2 separate regions of the Mus musculus genome follow, and region 2 is linked to region 1. The links are chromatin contacts, called in public Hi-C maps. All regions are on one chromosome and are shown on one strand. The core of a region is the stretch at or near the end of the contact, and the rest is flanking DNA. Distances in the headings are between cores, read along the strand shown. Region 1 has its middle 21 kb from the start of Gm25547. Region 2 holds the start of Efcab1 (EF-hand calcium binding domain 1).

Region 1 (7,575 bases), core at 3,071-5,570:
AACTAGGGGATCCTCCTACACCCTAATTGTTGCTTTGCCTAGGTAGCATGATCTGCAGCCCCGTATGTCCCAGTGTGGCTGGTCAGGATAGGCTTAATTCTTCTTCAGTCCAGAGCTTGGTTTGGAGGAGTGGCAGAACTTTCTTATACAGATGGTATGCCCAAGCAGTTCATTTCAGACAACTCTACCTGTTCATGTCTTTTCTTTAATAATTTATTTTTATTTAATGTATTTATTTTATGTATATGGATATTTTGCTTGCATCTATGTCTATGCACTACATGCATACTTGGTGACTGTGGAGGTCAGAAGAAGGTGTTGGATGCCCTGAAACTGCTGTTATAGACAACTGTGAGATGCTACAACTCTCTGCCAGAACAGAAAATGTCTGTTAAGCCATCTTTTGTATTCTTTCTTGCTCAAAAACCAGACTGACATCTGGGGATGTGGCTCAGTGAATAAAGTGTTTGCCACTGATATATGAGGAATTGAGTTCAAATTCCTATATCACATGAGTGGGACATGAGGGTATGTGTGTTTAAGTACAGTGCTTCTATAGAAAGATGGGAGGTAGATGGCTCTCTAAAGTTCTTGTCAAGAGGCAGCTAGCCTGGCTTACACAAAAACTAAAGACAGGAAACAAAGAGACAAAACTCAAACAAGGTGGAATGCGAAGACTAAACTTGAAGAGGTTTTCCTAAACTTCTAAAGGTCATGGTGGCATTCACATACATATACACATTAATGCACACATCCCCATAAAACACACACACACACACACACACATAAACACCATAAGTGTACACACAATGAATACCTTCCCAACATACAGACATGATGAATGTATAACTCCCCTAATATAATCACACACACACACATATTTGCACACATACATACATTCATACATATGATTAATTAAAAGAATATTTTAATTAATAACAAATTTATTAAAATAAGTAAATGTTTAAAAAGAACATTTCAAGAACTACTACAATGAAAGTTACCATGTTGAGGACATAAATATGGAGATGGTTTATGGAATTCTACCATAATATATGTAGGTGGCTCAGAGAATTCTACCATAACTTACCATTTAGCGAAGAAATGGCAAAATTAATTCCATTCATAATTTCTTAGTAAAATGATTATTTTTCCTCATTTGCTCACTCAAAGATCAGAAGAATAACTAAAAATAATCTCTGATTGCTCTCTTCTCAGTTTTAAATCTGTCTCTGTCTCTCTGTCTCTCTCCCCACCACCATGCCCTCTCTCTCTCTCTCTCTCTCTCTCTCTCTCTCTCTCTCTCTCTCTCTCTCACTGTGTGTGTGTGTGTGTGTGTGTGTGTGTGTGTGTGTGTGTGTGTGTGTTGCATTCCTTGCAAACTGGTCAGGAATCTCAGATTTCTGTCATCAGGAAGACAGACAAGGCAGAAATTTTTCGAACCAACTTCAGCAAAGTAGCATCGGCTAAGTACATGCTAAGTGAAGTGAAGAAGATTTGCTTTACCATACAATTGCATGTGAAAAATTCAGGCTAATATTTTATTCCTTTACAGTATTAAACAGATATAAGAAAAGTTTACAGTTCTAAGGATAAGAATAATGTTTGCTTTTATTGGTTCAATAAAATTATTTTATTAATTAAATTATGTTCTCACAAGCTAACTTGGTAATTCAAGTCTGCATGTATAAATGCCCACACTTTGTACACATATGTGCCTATTTTTCCTCTGCATTATTTCAGTTTTGTTGAAAAAGGCCCACATTTTAAACTTTCTCTTAGAACAATCTAAGAAGATGCTTCTACTGTTCCTCTTTGAAAAGGAACTTTTTCTAATTTAGCTCTTAAATTGATCTGTGAATATCTAAATGACTACCATTGGGAATTATGTGGCAGGGTTAGTCATTTAAATCTTCCCGAGGAAGCTCCTGAACCCTAGGTAAGACTACTTCCCAACCCACAAGTATGTGCCAAGCAAACCTCCAAATGGCCTTCTTTTCCTTGTAACCATATCCTGGCCCACACCTCCAGGAGAAGCCTCCTATTCAACCAGAGGCCAGGCTAGCATCCTGAACCTTAGAGGACCTCTACTCAAATTAGAGCTCCAAATCCTAACTTGGGCAGCAACCTGCTGCAGGATCAAAGAAGTCTAAAAGTCCACCCCAACTTGAGTGCAAAACCTTTACTTAACCACAGGCCACTTGAGTCAGAAGACCAGAGAGGAAACAGAAATGGAGGAAGAAAACGCCCATTCAACAAAGACAAACCCAGAAATCAGCAACCTAAACCCATAATCATTCTAAATGAAAATGCCTAAATGGCAGTGATAAAACACAATCAACAACAGCCAGGGCAATATTTCACCAGCAGAGCCCAGAAATTCCACTACAGCAAGCCCTGAATTGCCCAACACAGATGAAGTGCAAGAAAATGATGTTTATGTAGATGAGAGAGGTTCTTAAGAGTACATTAATAAATACCTTTTAAAATTTGAGGAAAAGACAATAAAATATATGGTAAAAACCAATAAATCCCTTTTAAAATGTCAAGAAAGACAAGGAGGAAAAACAAATAAAACTGTTCAAGACCTAAAAATGGGAATGGAAGCAACAACAACAACAAACAACAACCCACAAATCAAGTAAATCCTGGAAATGAAAATCTACGTAAGTGAACTGGAACTACAGATCCGAGCATAGCCAAAGGTAATGAGAGCTAGAACAGAGAATCTTAAGCATTGAAGATAAGATAGAAGAATTAGATAGTTCAGTCAAAGAAAATATTAAATCTAAAAAATTTCCTGATAGATCTGGGGCACTATGAAAAAAACAAACCTAAGAAAAATAAGGATAGAAGGAGAAGACATTCTGATCAAAGGCCCAGAAAATATTTTTACCAAAATCAAAGAAAAGAAAATGTCCTAACCTAAAAAAGGGGGATAGCTGTAAAGGTACAAGAAGCTTACAAAACACCAAATTAATTGGACCAGAAAAGAAAATCCTCATGTCCCATAATAATTAAAATACTAAATAAGCAGAACAAAAAATATTAAAAGCAGCAAGAGAAAAATGCCAAGAAACATAAAAAGGCAGACACAATGAAAGCTTGATTAGGAAGAAAGTTCATAGCATTAAGTACCTTCAAAAAGAAATTGGAGACTTAAGAGCACAGTTGAAGCCAGGCGGTGGTGGCACACGCCTTTAATCCCAGCACTTCGGAGGCAGAGGCAGGTGGATTTCTGAGTTCGAGGCCAGCCTGGTCTACAGAGTGAGTTCCAGGACAGCCAGGGCTACACAGAGAAACCCTGTCTTGAAAAAAGTCCAAAAACCAAACCAAACCAACCAAACAAACAGAAAAAAAAAAAAAAAAAAAAAAGCACAGATGAAAGCTCTACAACAACAACAAAATAAAAATAGCAAACACACCTAAAAGGTATAGAGAGCAGAAAATAAATTGAGGACTGAAATTAATAAAATAGAAATGAAGAGAATAAAAAGGATCAATAAAACAAAGAGTTGGTTCTTTGAGAAAATCAAGAAGATAGAAAAACTCTCATCCAAACTAACTAAAAGACAGAGAAAGAATATCCAAAATAACAAAATCAAAAATGAAAAACGGAACATAGCAATAGACACTGAGGAAATTCAAAGACTCATTAGATTGTACTTAAAATCCTGTATCCCACAAAACTGGAAAATCTAAAGGAAATGGACAATGTTCTCAAAAGATTCCTCTTAAATCAAAGTCAGATAAACAAAAATAGATGTAACCCCCCAAGGAAACAGATGATATCATTAAAATTCTCCCAACCCAACTAAGCCTAGGGCCCGTCAGTTTTAGTGCAGAATTCTACAAGACTTTCAAAAGGTCTTGATATCAATATTCCTCTGAATCTGCATGAGTCAGTGGGAGTGACCAGGACCAGTCAGATAGATGCCTTGAGTAGCCCTCTTATGTACAAATGATAAAGGGGCTGGGAAAGAAATCAGAGAAACAACACCCTTATGCTTAGATTTTTCAAAACATACTTTAACAAGAGTTCTCAAAAGCTTTGACCCCCTTCTAGTCCACTATCAAAAGGTAGGGGCAAAAAGATGGTAAATTGGACAAGAAAATATGGACCTGTTTAGAAGTAGTTCTTTGGGGTGATTTTAATCTCCATTGTCAGGATACCAGCAGTCCAGTTCAGTAGTGTCAAGATACCGACAGTCCAGTTTACCAAACAAGAATCAGCAGTGTTGGCACCACCCAGCAGAAACAGTCAGGCTTTCACAGAATCTGCATAAGTCAGCCTGAGTGACCAGGACCAGCTGGAATGCCTGTCCATTGAGTCATACTCTTTCAAAACATCATGTGTCCTTTCACATGGCTTGCCTTAGCAAAATATCACATAAGACTGCTTTAGTAAAACGTCACGTGAGACTGCATCACATGACACAACTAGAAAATTTCACTTCAATACCCTTCACAGTAGCCAGAAATTACATAAATTACCATGGAGTCACTCTAACCAAGCAAGTGAAAGACCTATATGATAAAAACTTCAAATCTTTGAAGGAGAAAATTGAAGAAGCTATTGGAAGATGAAAAGAGTTTCTATCCTTAATCTCAAGTTGTACTACAGAGCAATAGTAATAATAAAAAAAAAAGTCATGATATTGGCACAAAAACAGGTTGGTCAACAGAATCTAATTGAAGACCCAAAAAAATCGACACACCTATGGACACCTGAATTTTGATAAAAAGAAAACTAATGGTGCTGGTGTAACTGGATGTTGGTATGTAGAAGAATGAAAATAAATCCATATCTATCATGGTGCATAAAACTCAAATCTATGTGATCAAAGATCTCAACATAAAACCAGAAACACTAAATCTGATAGAAGAGAAAGTGGGGAATAGTTCTGAATGCACTTGCACAGGAGACCAACAGTGCAGCCACTAAAATTAACAATTAATAAATGTGACCTCATCAAATTGAAAGCTTCTTTGGGGCAAAGGACACTGTCAATAGGACAGAACAGCAACCTACAGAATGAGAAAGGATTTGATCAACTTTACATCTGACAGAGGGCTAACATGCAAATATATAAAGAAATCAAGAGACTTCTCCATTGCTGATGGAAGTGCAAACGTGTATAGTCACTTTGGAAAGCAATATAGCAGGTTATCAGAATATTGGGAATTGACCTACCTCAAGACCCAGCTATGCTACTCTTGGGCATATACCCAAAGGATGCTCCATCTTACCATAAGGGCACTTGCTTACCTATGTTCATAGCAACTGTATTTGTATAGTCCAACTATGCTCACAGCATCCATAAACTGCAAAAACCCTACAGGTCCCTCAACTGAAGAATGGATTTTAAAATATTGTGTACTTACAAAATGGAGTATTACTCAGATTTTTTTTTAAATGACATCATGCAATGTGTGGGTAAATGGATAGACCTATGTGGGGCAGTGGGTTGCACACAGACAGCCTGGTCTCTAGTCAAGCAAAGATCTAGAACCCCAGGGAACCCAATGGGTGGTGATTTCCACCTACATGGGACAGAAGGTGTTCAATCATGTCTCCTGGACCCCTGGCTCCTGTGGAAGTTACTGCCCCCCCACAGCCCCTGCAGGAGAGGTGTATGACTGTCAATCATGCAGACAATGTCCCAAACTCCTGGCATTCTGGCTAGACTCCACCCCCACAGTTACCTGACTATAGCCAGGTATGCTCCTCCTCATAGTTACCTGGCAACAGCAAGATAGCCCAGCACACTATAAAAGGAGGCTCTTGGCCCCTCGATCTCTTTTTAAACTCTCACCTTTCTTACTCTCTAGCTCTCCTTCTCTCTCCCCCTTCGCCCCCCTCCACATGGCCATGGCCGGCCTCTCTCCCCTTTCTACCTTCTCTCTTTCCCTCTGCCTTTCTACAATAAAGCTCTAAAACCATAGACTATCTCTGCTCATTGTACCGTGCTTGTATGATGGTATAGGCTTTCCCCTAATGAGCTGGATCTAACCTCCTGCTGGAAGGCCTTCCTGTGCTCCAGCCATGGACCTGACCAAGGACTCTCGCCTGTGTGGGAACCACCCAGCACTCGCCTCTCCCCCTGCTCTCTCCTCCCTTCTGCCCTGGGGATGACCGAGCAGCCCCTGAGGCCCCCATTTGTTCTTAGGTCTTCCTAGGTGTCCAGCGGTGTCTGGGATGCTGGAGATTAAGAACCTAGTACCTTAGACTGCCCCTTGTCCACCACCTGCTGAGCTGGGGTCCAGTGGCTTCCCATAGCCAGACACTCACCCGGGGCCATGTGGAAAGCATGCAGCAATCTTCCACATCCGCCCACCAGAGCACCAGAACTCTGGGTTTTCTTCCACGGCACCCACTGCCCAACAGAACTAGAAAAAATCAGTAACCAGACCCAAAAAAACAAATATTGTATGTATTCACTTTTTTTAAAATTTTTTTATTAGGTATTTTCCTCATTTACATTTCCAATGCTATCCCAAAAGTCCCCCACTCCCTCCCCATCCCACTCCCCTTCCCACCCACTCCCACTTCTTGGCCCTGGCGTTCCCCTGTACTGAGGCATATAAAGTTTGCACGACCAATGGGCCTCTCTTTTCACTGATAGCCGGCTAGGCCATCTTCTGATACATATGCAGCTAGAGACACGAGCTCCAGGGGGTACTGGTTAGTTCAAATTGTTGTTCCACCTATAGGGTTGCAGATCCCTTAAGCTCCTTGGGTACTTTCTCTAGCTCCTCCATTGGGGTCCCTGTGATCCATCCAATAGCTGACTGTGAGCATCCACTTCTGTGTTTGCTAGGCCTGGCATAGTCTCACAAGAGACAGCTATATCAGGGTCCTTTCAGCAAAATCTTGCTAGTGTATGTATTCACTTTTACGTGGACAGTAAAGTATAATCATGCTACAATAAACAGACCCAGAGAGGATAAGTAACAAGGAGTGATACTTCCCTAGAAAGGGAAATAGAACAGATTTTGTCAGTGGATTGGTAAAGGTTAGGCATGGGAAGAATAGGTGGCTATGGGGGAGGGAGGGAGAGAAGATTGGGAGACAGGACTGGAATTGGTGTGTGTGTGTGTGTGTGTGTGTGTGTGTGTGTGTGTGTGTGTGTGTGTGATTCCAGGATGGAGGTAGGAACCTAGTACAACAGAAGCTCCATAGAATCTACCAGGGTGACCCTAGCAAAGGGGCAAAGTAGTACAAGGCCTCAAGTGGAGTGATTCAGACACCAAGCCAGCCACCCCCCCAAAAAAAATTTTGACCTACAATGTGTCATACCTACATAATTGTTATTAGAGACAGCAGAGAAACTTCCTTCATTCAGCACCTTTAGGAGCAGATACAGAGTGCCATAGTCAAAGATTAGGTAGAGCTTGGGGGAGGAAGTACTGGAGAAATCAGAGGGAACAAGGACAACATATGAACATGGCTCACAAAATCAACTGATCAAAACTCAAGTGAAGTCACAAAGCTCAGTGAGCCTGTATGAGTCTGATCTACGTCCTCTCTCTATATTTGATGGTTGTGGGTCTTACAGCTCCGTGCTCTCAGTA
Region 2 (7,575 bases), core at 3,044-5,543, 79 kb before region 1:
CCAAACAGGTGAAGGAATTGAACAAAACCCTCCAGGATCTAAAAATGGAAGTAGAAACAATAAAAAAAAAGTCACAAAGGGAGATAACACTAGAGAGAGAAATCCTAGGAAAGAGGTCAGAAGTTATAGATGTGAACATCACAAACAGAATGCAAGAGATAGAAGAGAGAATCCAGGTACAGAAGATACCATAGAAAACATTGACACAACATTCAGAGAAAATGCAAAATGCAAAAAGCAAAAAGCTCCTAACCCAAAGAATCCAGGAAATCCAGGACACAATTAGAAGACAAAACGTAAGATAATAGGTATAGATGAGAGTGAAGATTCCCAACTTAGAGGGCCAGTAAATATCTTCAACAAAATTATAGAAGAAAACTTTCCTAACCTAAAGAAAGAGATGAACATGAACATACAAGAAGCCTACAGAACTCCAAGTAGATTGGACCAGAAAAGAAATTCCTCCTGCCACATAATATTCAAAACACCTAATGCACGAAACAAAGAAAGAATATTAAAAGCAGAAAGGGAAAAAGGTCAAGTAACATATAAAGGCAGACCTATCAGAATTACACAAGACTTCTTGCCAGAGATTATGAAACCCAAAAGATCCTGGGTAGATGGCATACATACCCTAAGAGAACACAAATGCCATCCCAGGCTACTATACCCAACAAAACTCTCAATTACCATAGATAGAGAAACCAATGTATTCCATGACAAAAACAAATTTACACAATATCTTTCCCTAACTCTAGTCCTTCAAAGGATAATAAATGGAAAACACCAACACAAGGAAGGAAACTACTCCCTAGAAATAGCAAGAAAATAATCTTCTTTTAATAAGCCAAAAAGAAGATAGCCACATAAATGTAACACCACCTTTAACAATAAAAGTAATAGGAAGAACAATTACTTTTCCTTAGTATCTCTTAATATCAGTGGGCTCAGTTCCCCAATAAAAAGACATAGAATAAAAGACTGGATACATAAACAAGACTCAACATTTTGCTGCATTCAGGAAACATACCTCAGGGACAAAGACAGATACTACCTCAGAGTAAAAGGCTGGAAAACAATTTTCCAAGCAAATGGTCTGAAGAAACAAGCTGGAGTAGCCACTCTAATATCAAATAAAATCGACTTTCAATCTAAACTTATCAAAAAAGATAAGGAGTTACAATTCATACTCATCAAAGGTAAAATCTACCAAGATGAACTCTCAATTCTGAACATATATGCTCCAAATGCAAGGGCACCCACATTTATAAAAGAAACTTTGCTAAAGCCTAAAGCACACATTGCACCTCACACAATAACAGTGGGATATTTCAATGCACCAGTCTCATCAATGGACAGATCATGGAAACAGAAACTAAACAGAGACACTGTGAATGTAACAGAAGTTATGAAACAAATATCTATAGAGCATTTTATCCTAAAACTAAAGAGTACACCTTCTTCTCAGCACTTCATGGTACCTTCTCCAAAACTGACCACATAATCAGTCACAAAATAGGCCTCAACAGATACAAGAAGATTGACATAATCCCATGCATCCTATTAGATCATCACAAACTCAGGCTGGTCTTCAATAACAACAAAAAGAATAGATAGAAAGCCCACAATACATGTGGAGGCTGAAAAACACTCTACTCAATGGTAACTCGGTCAAGGAAGAAATAAAGAAAGAAATTGAAGACTTTTTAGATTTTAATGAAAATGAAGCCACAACATACCCAAACATATGGGACACAATGAAAGCAGTGCTAAGAAGAAAACTCATAGCTCTGAGTGCCTCCAAAAAGAAACTGGAGAGAGCAAACACTAGCAGCTTGAAAGCACAAATGAAAGCTGTAGAACAAAAAAGAAGCAAATACACCCAGAGGAGTAGAAGGCAGTGAATAATCAAACTCAGGGCTGAAATCAACCAAGTAGAAATAAAAAGAACTATGCAAAGAATCAACAAAACTAGAAGCTGATTCTTTGAGAAAGTCAACAAGATAGATAAACCCTTAGCCAGACTAAGTAGAGGGCATTTTCCTGGTCATGTCTAGGAATGCTATCTAGTAGCATCCTGGTTTCCTGACTCTTAAAATCTTTCTTCTCCCTCTTCTTTGATTTTTTTCTGAGTCTTAGAAATAAGACTCAGAGATTGATAGATGTGTTGTACATCTATCAATTGGGCTTAGGTACCTCATGGTCCCTTATTCTTTGTATCATGACACATTGTAGATCTTTGAAATAGTCACTAACTGTTGAAAAAAGAGACTTACTTGATGCAGAGTGAGAACTACTTATTTGTGGCTACAAGAGTAATTATTTAGAATATAGTTAGAAATTATACTGGTTTAGGAAAATGGCAATTGTAGGTTCTAGTCTAAGGTTCATGATCCTTCCAGCCATGGTTAGTTGGCTAGGTTTATAGTACCAGACATGAGGCCTCTCCTACTATGTCCAATTAAACAGCTGGTGGTTACTTGAAAGATAAAAGTGCCACCACTGTGGATCGTGTGCCTGTCCAGTCATTTTCCTGGCTCATGGGCCTTTCTCTGGCTAGGTCCACTGATTGGTTGCTCCTCTCCCTTGGCCGCTTGCACAACACTTTAAGATATAAGAGCTAGGCCTCAGGGAGGTTTCCAGGCCAGCTCCAGCTCAATTTCTAGGAATTCTGTCTCTTGAGTGTATGACATCTTCAGCAATAGGATCTCACTTTCAAGCTCTGGAAGACAAAGGGAACAGCTGAGGCCCATATTGTCTTGGGAATCTCTTGTATTCCCCTAGTCAATAACTCAACTGGAGGTTTCTCAAGCCTGGCATTGAATTTTGTATTAGACGGTGTATGGCTCTTGGAAATAGGGAAAACACCCTTACTTCATTATTTTTGAGTTGTTGTCACTGTTAGTGAAGAATTGTGTACTTATGAAGCAGACTTAATCAAATAAACATTGTGTGTGCCAGTTATTAATGTTGTGAGTATTCATTGGAAATGTTTTTACTCATTTTCAAAATAGCATATATTCTCCCAGAAATGGAAGCATTTCAGGAAAACCACAAAAGAACACAATTTCTTATCAAATTTATAAACACCTTAAATGACTGCCATTTTCTGAGAATTTTAAGATGCTCACAGTATAATAGTATATCATAGTTTTCAGTTGGGGCACTACCCCCGTGACATCAATTCTCACACATTGTATCAGATACAAATGATATAAAGGTGCTAGGCCAGAAACCTCCAGAGCTACATTAGAAGTTCACATCCACACCTTCACACAATGGAGCTGGTTTGAAGATGTGACCTCTCCATTTTCATTGTGACCAGTATCTCTTCGACCATCACATAGCTTCTAAATTCACACATCAAACAATACTGCCCTCATCTCAATGATCCACACACTGCTTCTCAGCTCAAGAACAGCTGTTTTTCTGTCTGAGTACAATGCTCTCATGTGTGGTCACCTGCAAGATCTCCTTTACCTATGGACCTGATTGGGAATTGGAAATTGAGCATCTAAAACTGGGAACAGATTCTTTACCGTCTTAGATTTGCTGAGCAATATACTTTTCAATGAAATGCCTCTACGGAAGACAGTGTCTGTACCACCGCAAGTCTCTTTCTTAAAAGTGTTCAGGATGCATGCACGACTGTTTTCTTTATGGATCTCTTATCACACTTCCAGAGCTTAGACCTCAGAGCGTTTTGTTTTCTTTTGTTGTTTTTGTTTTTTCCTCTCTAGAAAGAGCCAGAAAGTAAGTAAAGGCTCTGCTGCTTTCTTGATTCTGGTGTTTTTCTGGGGCATCCTTTTCAACCTGTCTAAAGCTGAAGCCACATGCCTCCCAGATACACACCATATTGCTTCTCTAACTTAAAAGCAAATAAAGAGATCTTTGAATTTAGTGAATGTCTATGAGGGAGCTCGGGCAGCTTGGAACTTGTCCCAGTTATAAAAGGGTAGGATGGATGCCTCCCAAGGAGTTGGAACTCCACAAAGGGATTCTCTTTCCGATCCTCTTGAGGAGGAGCGTGGAGGGGCCATTACTGGTGGAAGCAGGAAGTAGAGACTGGGTAGAAAGAGATCTGGCCCAGAAGTCATAGGAACTCTTGCATTCAGTTCTTACTTACAGTGCTTGCAATTTTTAGTTAAGGTGTCCGTCAACTTCTGCAGCTTCTTTCTGTTCATGATGGGTGTTAATAATATTAGATCTTAGAGTGTCATCTGGAGCAGAGTGCCAGGACGCTCCGGCTCCGGAGCCCCAGGCTGAGGGAGCTTGGTGCAGCCAGCTTGGCTCTGCGCATTTGCGCATTTGCGCATTTGCGGCCCTAACAGACAGTGTGGCCATGGCAACGCCTCAGGTGAAAGCGGCCTCTGTACATAGAGCAGCCATGGCAACGGCTGGGTGGGACACTGATTGGCTCCTGTCAGGGGGCCTCTTGGTCAGCTCAGTAAAGCCTGCCAGTCCTGACTGCCCAGCACAGACACTGTGCCTGCATTTAGTCCCAGTTGCAGCGTTTCAGCCTGACACTTTGCAGACTGTATTGTTTGCCATGTTGGAAATTTCTATTTTCACTTGTCACACCATCATTTCTGTTCACAGCCCCTCAAGACTACATCATAATCAGAAGAGTAAGGTGTGCAAGCTGGATAGATGTTTTGTATGATGAGCACAAGAGCGATTCAGGTTTTCAAGATCTGTGGGGATGCTGGAGGGAAATAGGTGTGTAATTAAAGCAATTATCAGAAGGGAATCTGAACAATTACGGTTTGAACTGTGTTACTCAGAAAGTAGATCTCTCTGTGTCTCTGTCTCTCTCTGTCTCTCTCTCTGTCTCTCCCCCCTCCTTCTTTGGAGTGGGAGTTTTCAGTCAAATTTGCAAAAGGCCAATGTCATATTTTAAGTTCGTTAATTAAAGATACATACTCTTTTTGTTGTTTTGTATAAAATAGAGTTTATTTAGGGCATAAGGAGGGGAGTTGCGAGGGTTGTAGAGGCAGAGAAAGGCAGAGAGAGAGAGAGAGAGAGAGAGAGAGAGAGAGAGAGAGAGAGAGAAGAGAGGAAGGAGGAGGAGAAGGAAGAGGAGGAGGGGAGGAGGAGGAGGAGGAAGAGGAGAAAGAGAGGAGTAGAGATTGGCCATGAGCACATGGAGAGAGAGGGGGAAGGGAATGGGGAGAAAGAGGGTAAGGGACAAGAGGACAGAGCAGAAGCAAGAAGGCAAGAGAGAGAAAGGAGGGGGCAAGCAGCCCCTTTTATAGTGAGTCAGGCACACCTGGCTGTTGCCAGGTAACTATGGGGCGGAGCCTAGATAAAATGCTAACAGTAACAACTTTCCAAACTACATAGACTGACATAACAGCCCAGAAGTTGCCATGGAGACAAATTGGAGAATTTTTCCATGATGCGGAATCCTTCAAGTGGTCAGTTTGCAGCCACACCTAGTTCTTCTATTGAAAACCCTTCCCTAGTCTCTTGAAATCACTCAAATTTATAATTGTCTAATTTTATAATTTTGAAATGGTAATAAGACATCAGCCACACAGAATATAACCTACTGAGAGTCCTTTCCATCAGTATAATTTTCTGCAAATCCATCCAGGAAATTTTGCCTTTTTATTGCTGAATAGTATTCCATGATTTATATGTGCCATATTCTGTTTATACACCCATGCACTGAAGACCTTCAGCCTTCAGTTTTAAGCTCTTAACAGGGAAGATACTATAGACCATTTCTCATATGAATGAGAGTTAAGTTCTCTGGAATGAGCACCTAGGATTGCTAGTACATATGGCAGCTGTATGATTGCAATTTAGAAATTGTGAGATTGCTTTCCAGAGAGTCTGAACATTGTGAGGCCACAGCCTAGTGTCTCCTCATCGCTGTCTGTACTTGGTGCCCTCACTGTTTTTGTTTGTTCAGCTTTTAAAGCAAACACAACCATTCTAATGGGTATGTGTTGACATCATGAGTTTTAACTTGCATCCTTAGCTGATCAAGTAGGGCTGTCTTCACCGTTATGGCATCTTCCATGTATTCTGTCTGCTCAAATATTCACTCACATCTTGGGCAAGATTGGATTTTTTTTTAAATCTATATGGTTTTGCATTTTAAGTCCATAAATTAAATTCATGATGAATTTTGAGTTGGCTATTGCAGAGGTAGGAGATTTAAGTCAGGGATCATTTGTTGCCTGATTATATCCAGAACGTCCACAGCTGTTGCTGACAATTCCATTGAGCTTCTTCTGAATGGATTCCTTCCACTAATTGTTACATTTTAGTTACGGTGTTTGTCACCTCACAGTTATTCACTCAGTCCTTTCTATTTCTTTGGGGAAAGGGGAGGAAAGGGTACATTTGTAGTCTATCATTGAAGAAAGTCAGGACAGGAACTCAAGCAGGGCAGGAACCTGGAGGCAGGAGCTTGTGCAGAAGTCATGGATGGGTATTGCTTACTGGCTAATTCCTCATGGTTTGCTCAGACTGCATTCTTTCTTTTTCCTGTTTCTTTGTCGAGACTGTTCAGAGGGTTTCATCTGACATGGTGGAGCCCTTGTGGCTGATGCAGCAGTGGGAACTTTGGGTTGCTACTCTCCAGCCTTCAAAACAGTTGAGAACTGAGTGTTCAAATCACAAGCCAGAGGGGGCATTTCAGGTTCAAACCAGAACAGGTTTGGAAAAGGACATGTTTCTTTTGGGAGAACAGGGAGAGGTTTGAGTAGTCAAACATTCTGTTAGAAAGCAAGAGTACTACTAAACCTGGATGTCCTGAGTTCTTCTATCCAAAAAGTAGCAGGAATAGAATTCTGTAATTGATATTGAGATGACAGCTGCTCTCATTTGGGAAGGGGAAATGACACAGAAAATTGTGAGTGCTCTGTCAGTAGCGCCAAGTTCATGATTGGGTGAGAATCTCATTGTGTTGCTAGATTCATGACCACAGAGCAACCACAGCTCCGCTATGACTCCAGTTTCTCACTATGAACTGAAAGTGTGCACCAGCTCAACTGTGAATCCAGTTCTTCACTGTCATACTGTTTTTTTTTTATTCTTAAGTGTATGCTTTTAGTACAGAAGATGACACAATATGGCCAATGTTCTGTTTTGCTATGTAGAGAACATTATCTGTCCAACCCTGATAAATTCATAGAAGACGAAGGTGTGGCATGTTCACTGTGGTCTTGGCCTATGTTCATGAGTATGCAGCACGGGGATTACTGGCTCTTCTCTCTGAGAGACAGCATGGTCCCTACACTCTGGCCAAGCCTCTCATTCTATGCTGTCATCTCCTCAAAAGTTCTTCCATTGTGCATGGGGTCATGTGACTGTCGGTAGGGTTGATAGGTGTTGTCTGAAGGTGCTCAGGCATACTTCATGTTTGCACAGCCTGGTAAAACCCAAGCCAGATGTCCCCCTGTGGATGAAATTCCACCCTTCTCTGTGTTGCTCATGTGACAGCCAGAGATCCGAGTCCAGAGGGCACCTGTTGAGATTCCCAGATTCTTGTGCCCTGGAACAAGGAAGTGGCCCAGAGCACTTGTAGTGGTTGAAACAGAGTTCATTAATGAATAGGAAGGC

The links. A called contact is a pair of places that touch in the nucleus more often than the background predicts.
Region 2: a Hi-C map of muscle stem cells shows a contact between it and region 1, with 1.4 times the contacts expected there. The contact joins the promoter of Efcab1 here to the enhancer-like site in region 1. A contact is called at or near these places in 2 of 39 promoter capture datasets (liver and stem cell-derived epiblast-like cells), 2 of 484 Hi-C or Micro-C datasets (muscle stem cells and uterus), 1 of 115 datasets of contacts at active chromatin or transcription factors (embryonic stem cells) and 3 of 9 other capture datasets (adipose tissue, liver and pancreatic islet).

What each region holds. Positions count from the first base shown.
Region 1 is chr16:14,823,991-14,831,565 of GRCm38.p6, reverse strand. No RefSeq gene overlaps it. Among named protein-coding and RNA genes, the nearest start is that of Gm25547, 21 kb to the right of the region's middle. Within about 2 kb of position 4,320, at least 21 of the 459 cell types and tissues checked have an H3K27ac peak or open chromatin away from gene starts, as enhancers often do. A contact at or near this core is called in muscle stem cells, where this site is marked.
Region 2 is chr16:14,903,364-14,910,938 of GRCm38.p6, reverse strand. Efcab1 (EF-hand calcium binding domain 1) reads right to left here and starts at 4,293. Exons shown (of 6, transcript NM_025769.3): 1 at 4,127-4,293. The coding sequence starts at 4,184. All of the region lies in intron 2 of Gm33696 (a long non-coding RNA gene), which reads left to right.